Regions from separate parts of the Pan troglodytes genome. Here region 2 is linked to region 1. Evidence: chromatin contacts called from public HiChIP or PLAC-seq data. All regions are on one chromosome and are shown on one strand. Each heading gives the region's core, a stretch centred on a gene start, on an enhancer-like site or on the middle of the called end of the contact. The rest is flanking DNA. Distances are from core to core; before and after follow the strand shown.

Region 1 (3,732 bases), core at 513-3,012:
TTTTTTTTTTGAGACAGTCTCACTCTTTTGCCCAGGCTGCAGTGCAGTGGCATAATCTTGGCTTACTGCAACCTCCTTCTCCCGGGTTCAAGTGATTCTCCTGCCTCAGCCTCGCGTGGGAGCAGCGCGCCCCCACGCCCAGCTAATTTTTTGTAGAGACGGGGTTTCGCCGTGTTGTCTGGTCTCGAACTCCTGAGCTCAAGGATCCGCCCCGCGGCCTCCCAAAGTGCTGGGATTACAGGCGTGAGCCACCGCGCCGGGCCTCACATTTTATTTCTATTGGCTAGCGCTGCTCTAAATCTTCTGTTCCTTCTGCTACACCAGGCCTAACACTCAAAATCCCTGCCAACCTTTTCCTTCCTGAAGCTTCCCTCCCCTTCCTCAGCTCTGGCGACCCTGCGCTGTGGTGGTTCTCCAACCACACTCATTCTCCTCAGCTGGCTCCTTGCTCTTCTTCCACCCCCTCGTTACAAGTGTTCCTAAGTGTTTGCCTTGGCCTCCTCTTCCCCTTCCTTAGCTTAGACTTCTCCACTGCTCCAACATCAACTGGAAATCTATGGAATTGATTCCTGTTTTCAGCTCCAGTCCTGTTCACAGGGCATTTTCACCTGCTGGCACTTCCAAAGTGACACTTCCAAACCACTTCCTCGCCCTCCTCTCTAAACCAGGTCTTTCTTCCTAACTTCCTTATTTCTGAGAATGTCTCTGCCATGTTCTAAACTGAAAACCTCCTAGTCAACTTCACACTTTATTCCCTGATCCTCAATTGGTTCCCATGTCCCGTTAGTGTTTCTTGTAAGCCTCTGCCACCACCGCAGATCGAACTCTAATCACATCTCACCTGAATTATGGAAAAGTCACCTCAATTCTCTCACCCATCCCAGCCTCCACTATAGATTAATATGCCTAAAGCAGAGCTGACCACAACGGTGAGAAGAATCTGAGAGGGAAGCAGCAGCAAACACAAGAGTCACTGGACATGCATGCCTCGAGACAGTCCCGACCAAGGAGAAAGCATCAGACCCCGTCTTCCGCCTCGAACAAGAGGCGTGCGGACTTCGCCCAGAATGCTCGTCGCCCCTGGACAAGGACACACCCGGGGCGTGAGGCGCGGAGTTTCACCAGTTGCTCAAGCAGACCCAGCCCAAGACGCTTCCTCTTTCTCCTACTCCACTCCAGTTCAGACGGCTACTAATCCCGGCCCAAGGCACCTGCGCCCTGAGACGTCTTCGAGCAAACAGCATTTCCGGACCAAGGCTCCCCGGAATCTCTCTCCACCCGGCCGCGCCCGAAGCCCGAGAAACGGGCCGCCCCTCCTGGTTTCCCACACGGGGTTCCCCAGCCCCAACCGGCCGCGCCCCGCCCCTCATCTTTTAGGACACCGGCTTCGCGGCCCGGGCGGCCACAAAGGGCCGGGCCCTGCCCGCGGCCGCCCATGTCCGCGGTGCCTTCCTGCCTTCCCCGGACTCCCCATCACGCACATACGCTTCCCCGCCGCCCCGCTGCCGCCGCGGCTCGTAGCTCAGGTTCCTTCCAGACCAGCCGCTGTTTTGTTTCCGATGTGAAACCGCGGACCCCGGAGCTGCCTGTCCCAGGCCCCGCCCGAGAACCCTCACCGTTGTCGTCATTTCCGGCTCTGGCGTCGTTGGCGGCCGGCCCACGGGGGAGGGGAGGAGCCAGGAGGAAGGGGGCGGGGCCTCCGGCCTGGAGCAACGATTGCGGGGAGAACCCAGAGCTCCACCTGGCCTTCCCCACCTGACGGAATCCGCCCAGAGCGCTGGCGTGGGTTGTCGGGGTTCTGAGGCTGCTCGAGCTGAGGACGAAAGCCCCTATATAAATTGGGCTCAGCGTGTGCTTTTCCCGGCATACAAGCGATGGCCATCCTAAATTTAACACCTGTCATTTCTTTAGGGTACCTATTTGCGAACCAGCTGCATCACAATCAAGAGAATGCTGTTAAAATCGCAAATATCTCTGCCCTCTCCCACCACTCAATGAATCAAAACTTCTGGTGGGTGGCGAGAACCTGAGAAACTGCATTTTAAACATCCTCCGCGATTCTTGGACTCCAACTTTGACAACCAGTCTTTCTAGGTGGCAAGCTAGCTGAGAGCAGAAAATGTGTCTGGTTTGCTGGGTCACTTGATTTTTGCATCTGCCTGCTCTTTGTCCAGTTTTGGTAAAGACAGTACCAATGTCTAATTCATTAGACAGCATACCACACTTACACATATATCCAAAAGCTAAAACTAAAAAATGAATACTACCTTATTTAATCAAGGTGAACGGAGAAATGTCAAACATGGGTATTCAAAAAACCGAAAATGAAATTAACGGTACATGGTATCTGGGCAAGTTACATTCTTCTAAAGTTTCTTTAAAAATCCACCCCCAAGCGGCCGGGTGCAGTGGCTCACGCCTGTAATTCCGGCACTTTGGGAGGCCGAAGCAGGCGGATCATGAGGTTGGGAGTTCTAGACCAGCCTAACCAACATGGTGAAACCCCGTCTCTACTAAAAATACAAAAAAATTAGCCGGGTGTGGTGGCGCGCTCCTGTAATCCCAGCTACTTGGGAGGCTGCAGCAGGAGAATCGCTTGAACCCGTGAGCTGAGATCACACCACTGCACTCCAGCCTGGGAGACAGAGCAAGACTCCATCTCAAAAAATAAAAATTAAAATAAAAAAATAAAATCCACCCCAAGCTATCCCTTCACATTCCTATCGCATCAATCTCCAATCCCTCCTCCCAACCCACTGCCAACCTTGTTCAAAAACATCAGATTCTAATACTTTTTACACACAAAAGCTTCATATTTAAGAACAAAAGTAGTATTTTCCATTAGCAGAATGAAAGATAAGTTGTGGGAGAAGGTTGAACGAAAAAAGATGTTTTTAAAATTCTTCACCTCCCCCACTTTAACAAGAGTAGGGATTTTAGTTTGTTCATTTACAAGTGCTCATGCTTGTCAGCAGCACATATACATTTTACAAGTGCTGAGAACAGTGCCTGATACATAACAGTGCCTGATACATACAATAGTTCAGTATTGAACAAATACAGGCTAAAACCCATCTATTTGTGAACTACTTCAATCTGATTGCAGTCTGCTAATATTAATAGGATGTCTTAAAATGCTGATGAACTATTCTTAGAAACAATCTACAAAAATTTTGGGCAAAGATATTCATGGAATATTATATAGCAAAAAATTGGGAAACTAAATATGGTACAATAGGCAGGGTGCGGTGGCTCACGCCTGTAATTCCAGAACTTTGGGAGGCCAAGGTGGGCGGCTCATCTGAGGTCAGGAGTTCGAGACCAGCCTGATCAACATGGAGAAACCCCGTCTCTACTAAAAATACAAAAAAAGTTAGCCAGGCGTGGTGGCGCATGCCTGTAATCCCAGCTACTTGGGAGGCTGAGGCAGAATTGCTTGAGCCTGGAAGGCAGAGATTGCAGTGAACCGAGATTGCACCATTGCATTCCAGCCTGGGCAACAAGAGCGAAACTATGTCTCAAAAAATAAAAATAAATAAATAAATAAATAAATAAATAAATAAATAAATAAATGTGGTACAATAAATTATGGTCCACCCACCTCACAGAATGTCATGAAAATTTTTCATGAACGCCTGGTCATGGTGGCTCATGCCTGTAATCCCAGCACTTTGGGAGGCCAAGGCAGGAGGATCACTTGAGGTTGGGAGTACAAGACCAGCCTGGACAACA
Region 2 (3,732 bases), core at 802-3,301, 330 kb before region 1:
GAATGATTCAGACATCTCTAAGTTATTTTGGCTTTTCCACTTTCCTTTCACAGGCTTTTTGTGAGTCATTGAATTGAATGGGAGGTTATTTCTAAATTGGAAGGTGAGGAAGAGAGGAGGGGGAGGAAAGTTCCGGAAAATAACTAGGAAAAGGCACTTTATTGTTATGTATAGTTACTGGAGGAATAATTTCTGCTTAGTTTGGTGATAGAAGTATGTACTTTATTTAAACTTGACTAAAAATATAGGCTAGAAAAAAGACAATATTTTTCTGAATAATAAACCATACAGTTTTAGACTCTTTGTAGCTTGCTCTGCAAAGAACAAGGAGGTTAGTAAATAGAAGAAATATGAGACAAAGGGTTAGCAGAAAGAAGAAAGAGACAAAGCACAACATTTCCAAAGTCCACATCCTTGAGGTTAATGCCTCCTTGACAGTGTCTTCTTTTTTTTTTTTTTATTAAGACAGAGTCTCACTCTGTTGCCCAGGCTGGGGTGCAGTGGCACCATCTGCAGAGGCAGGGGTTTCACCATGTTGGTCAGGCTGGTCTCAAACTCCTGACCTCAGGTGATCTGCCCGGCTCGGCCTCCCAGAGTGCTGGGATAACAGGCATGAGCCACTGCACGGCCTGACAGCGTCTTAAACTATCCCTGGGTGTTGTTTCATGGCCCATGGGTATATGTATCATAGGTGGGGTTGTGAGAAAGTACATTTAAATCTGATTTAGAAACTGAAAGAGTAATCAGACCAGCATTTTGTTATTTAGGAGCAGGAAAAGTGGGTGAAAAAAAAGGAAAAGCAAAAAGCTAATGATGAATGTATTTCTAGGAGCACAAGAGTTTTTATAGCAACATCAGATTTCTCAAAAATGCCTACTGTGATTTGTACCCAAGTGAATAAAAAATGCAATCATTTATTCTTGTGCATTGTGCCAAGTGAGGAAAAAAAAAAAAAAAAAAACACAACCCGGCAATTCATTCAATGGCCCTAATTTAGACTGCTAGGAAGAGGTTTAGAAAAAAAAAAGAGAGAGAGAGAGAAGCTTTTAAAGTATCTGACACACAGCTAGTAGGGCTATTTAAGAACTGCTGAACAGAAAAACAAAGTGGCAGTGAGAGGTGGGGGAAAGCAGAATTCTCATTTCCAGAGCATCATAAGGGTATAATGTGGCCCGCTTATTAGAAAGTTGCTGGCCGGGCGCGGTGGCTTACGCCTGTAATACCAGCACTTTGGGAGGCCGAGGCGGGCGGATCACCTGAGGTTGGGAGTTCGAGACTAGCCTGACCAACATGGAGAAACTCCGTCTCATGCCTATAATCCCAGCTACTCGGGAGGCTAAGGCAGGAGAATCGCTTGAACCTGGGAGGCGTAGGTTGCGATGAGCCGAGATAGCACCATTGCACTCCAGCCTGGGCAACGAGAGAAACTCCGTCTCACAAAAAAAAAAAAAAAAAAAAAAGTTGCTAATGGCTGTCTGGTCAATTGGCAGGGGTCAGCCAGGAGTGGATCTGGAAGCTGGAGAACTCTCAATACGCCACTTCAGTTTATTGACGACATTTATAATTGCAACCGAAGTTGACTGATTTCTGCTAAATGAAAGTTTGCGCTTTGCGCTTTAGCATTGAGGCTCCTGGAAAGAACTTCAATGAAATTGGATGCATTGAGACCAAAGAAAAGAAGGGGACATTTTTATCTCTCTGATACCTTTCTCCCCAAGGCTTGGAAACACTTCTTAAACACAACCTCTGATGTTGGTGTTTTGTAAGTACTACCCCTATGAATAAAGCTAGCAGAGATAAGCTTCTCCTTGCAGGAAGTGAGCTGGAGAAGTGGAAGAGTTTACAGAGAAAACTCTACAACAAAGAGTTAACCCTTCCCGTGTAACCACGAATGTGAGCGTCTACCCCTCCTTTGCTTTCTACTGCGCAACCAAACTGTGCACAAGCGTGAATCAACCTTAACCGTCACGTCTCTTGCCAGTTAGCTTAACAGACACTTTTAGCAGCCTATCATAACTTCGAATTGCCCAACCCTCAACCAATTACAACTAAAGCTTGGGCTAGGACGCTCCAGGTCCGGGCGGGGGCGAATACCGGGTTTAGGAAAAGGGGCGGTAAAGAGCGATGACGGGCGGGTATACTAAACCAATCAGAGAGGAGAGCTGCCGCCCCACTATCCAATGGATAGGTTAGAAGTATGAAAGAGGGTGGGCCTGTTGTCATGGGGGAGGTGGTGGCGCTTGGTGGCCACTGGCGGCCGAGGTAGAGGCAGTGGCGCTTGAGTTGGTCGGGGGCAGCGGCAGGTGAGTGCCGGTAACGCGGGTCAGAGATCTGGGGGCCGTCGCGGGGCGGAATCTCCAGCTCAGCACTCCGGAGGCGGAGGCCGGAGGAAGGGGGCCTGGACTTCGGGTCGGGGCCCGGGCCGGGGCCGGGGCCAGGGCGGAGGCGGCGGGGGCGGCGGCGAGTTCGCGCTGACTGGGCTAGGGGGAGAATGGCTGGGCTTCTGGCTACAGAGTTCTCCCGAGGAAGGTAGGCTACGGCCGGACACGCGCGAGTCAGGCCAGGAGGTCCGTTGGGACGTCCAGCTGCTCCGGTCTAGCGCGCTGACCGGCGGCCACTGTGTGAGGAGTAGGTATCTGAGGAAACGGAAGCGGCCAGGGTCCCAGAGAGGGGGTGACCTGTAACGACCTGCTCCGAGGGCGGGGTGTCTTGGGAATACCCAGGACGGCTTGGGTGCCAGGGAGAAGAGGAACCCGGGAAGCCCGGCAGCGGCCGGTGAGGAGAGAGCGGGGTGGGGGGCAGGGGAACTGGGAGTGGCCCCGGTCCGAGGGAGGTAGGAAGGCCGAGGGTGGCCAGGGTCCCGGGTGACAGGGAGCAGACTTGCTCCAAGTAGGGGCGTCTGAGGAAACGCTCGGAGGGGGTTGAGGACCCTCCTGAGAAAAGCGGCTGTCCAAGGGAGGGGGCTCCTGGAGAGATGAGGAGCAGCGGGTCTTCGGAGGGTCGGACGAGTAGAGATCTTGCACCTCTTGGGGGAGGAACCGGAGCGCCCTGCGCCCCCATAGCTGAGCTGGGATGGGAGACCCAACTGGCCTGGCCGCTCCGGCTCTGAGGATTCCTAGGGGACCAGGAAAGAAGTCCTCGAGGAGTGGCTCGCGTTTGAGACCGGGGTGAGGAGCCAGCAGGGGAGTGGAAGTTCCCTCGGTCGGAGAGGAGTCATGCAAAATGGGACGGAGATGGGCGGAGGTGGGGGAGAATCCCTATAGGAGGGGATAAGGTAGAGAAAGAAAGTTGCCCGAGGAGAGAGTAATGGTTTCGTGGAACTGGCTAGGACAGTAGATATATGAGAAATTAACAGTGAAGCCATGTAGGTTCACAGGTCTTCACAAATAGAAGAAACTTCAGTTTCATAATTAATACCAAGATGACATCTAGGACCAAAGCAAAGCTCCTAAAAGCAAGGTTAAGTGACTTGTTTTAGAAAAGAAATTTGTTTTAGGATGATGGCAGTAATATTAGGAAATAGGTTCATTGACAGGGTGGGGAACTTGAGAGGGAAAAGGGGAGGAGTAGCTGAACTAAAGGAGTAGAAGTAGATACTTATCAGAAAGAGGGTAGGCATACTCGGCTAAAGTGAAAAGTTTTGAGTTCTAGTTCCACCACTTAGCTAAGTTTCTGTGCAGTTTCCTCATCAGAATACTAATAGTAATAGTTCCTACTTTGTAAGGTGGTGGT

The links. HiChIP or PLAC-seq counts read pairs in DNA pulled down with a chosen protein or histone mark.
Region 2: an H3K4me3 HiChIP or PLAC-seq map of stem cell-derived excitatory neurons shows a contact between it and region 1, with 2.5 times the contacts expected there. The contact joins the promoter of NUMB here to the promoter of PSEN1 in region 1. A contact is called at or near these places in 1 of 1 datasets of contacts at active chromatin or transcription factors (stem cell-derived excitatory neurons) and 1 of 1 other capture datasets (stem cell-derived neural stem cells).

Annotation. Positions count from the first base shown.
Region 1 is chr15:71,111,152-71,114,883 of NHGRI_mPanTro3-v2.0_pri, reverse strand. PSEN1 (presenilin 1) reads right to left here and starts at 1,762. Exons shown (of 12, transcript XM_016926347.4): 1 at 1,617-1,762.
Region 2 is chr15:71,443,847-71,447,578 of NHGRI_mPanTro3-v2.0_pri, reverse strand. It overlaps NUMB (NUMB endocytic adaptor protein), which reads left to right and starts at 2,051. Exons shown (of 11, transcript XM_016926362.4): 1 at 2,051-2,303.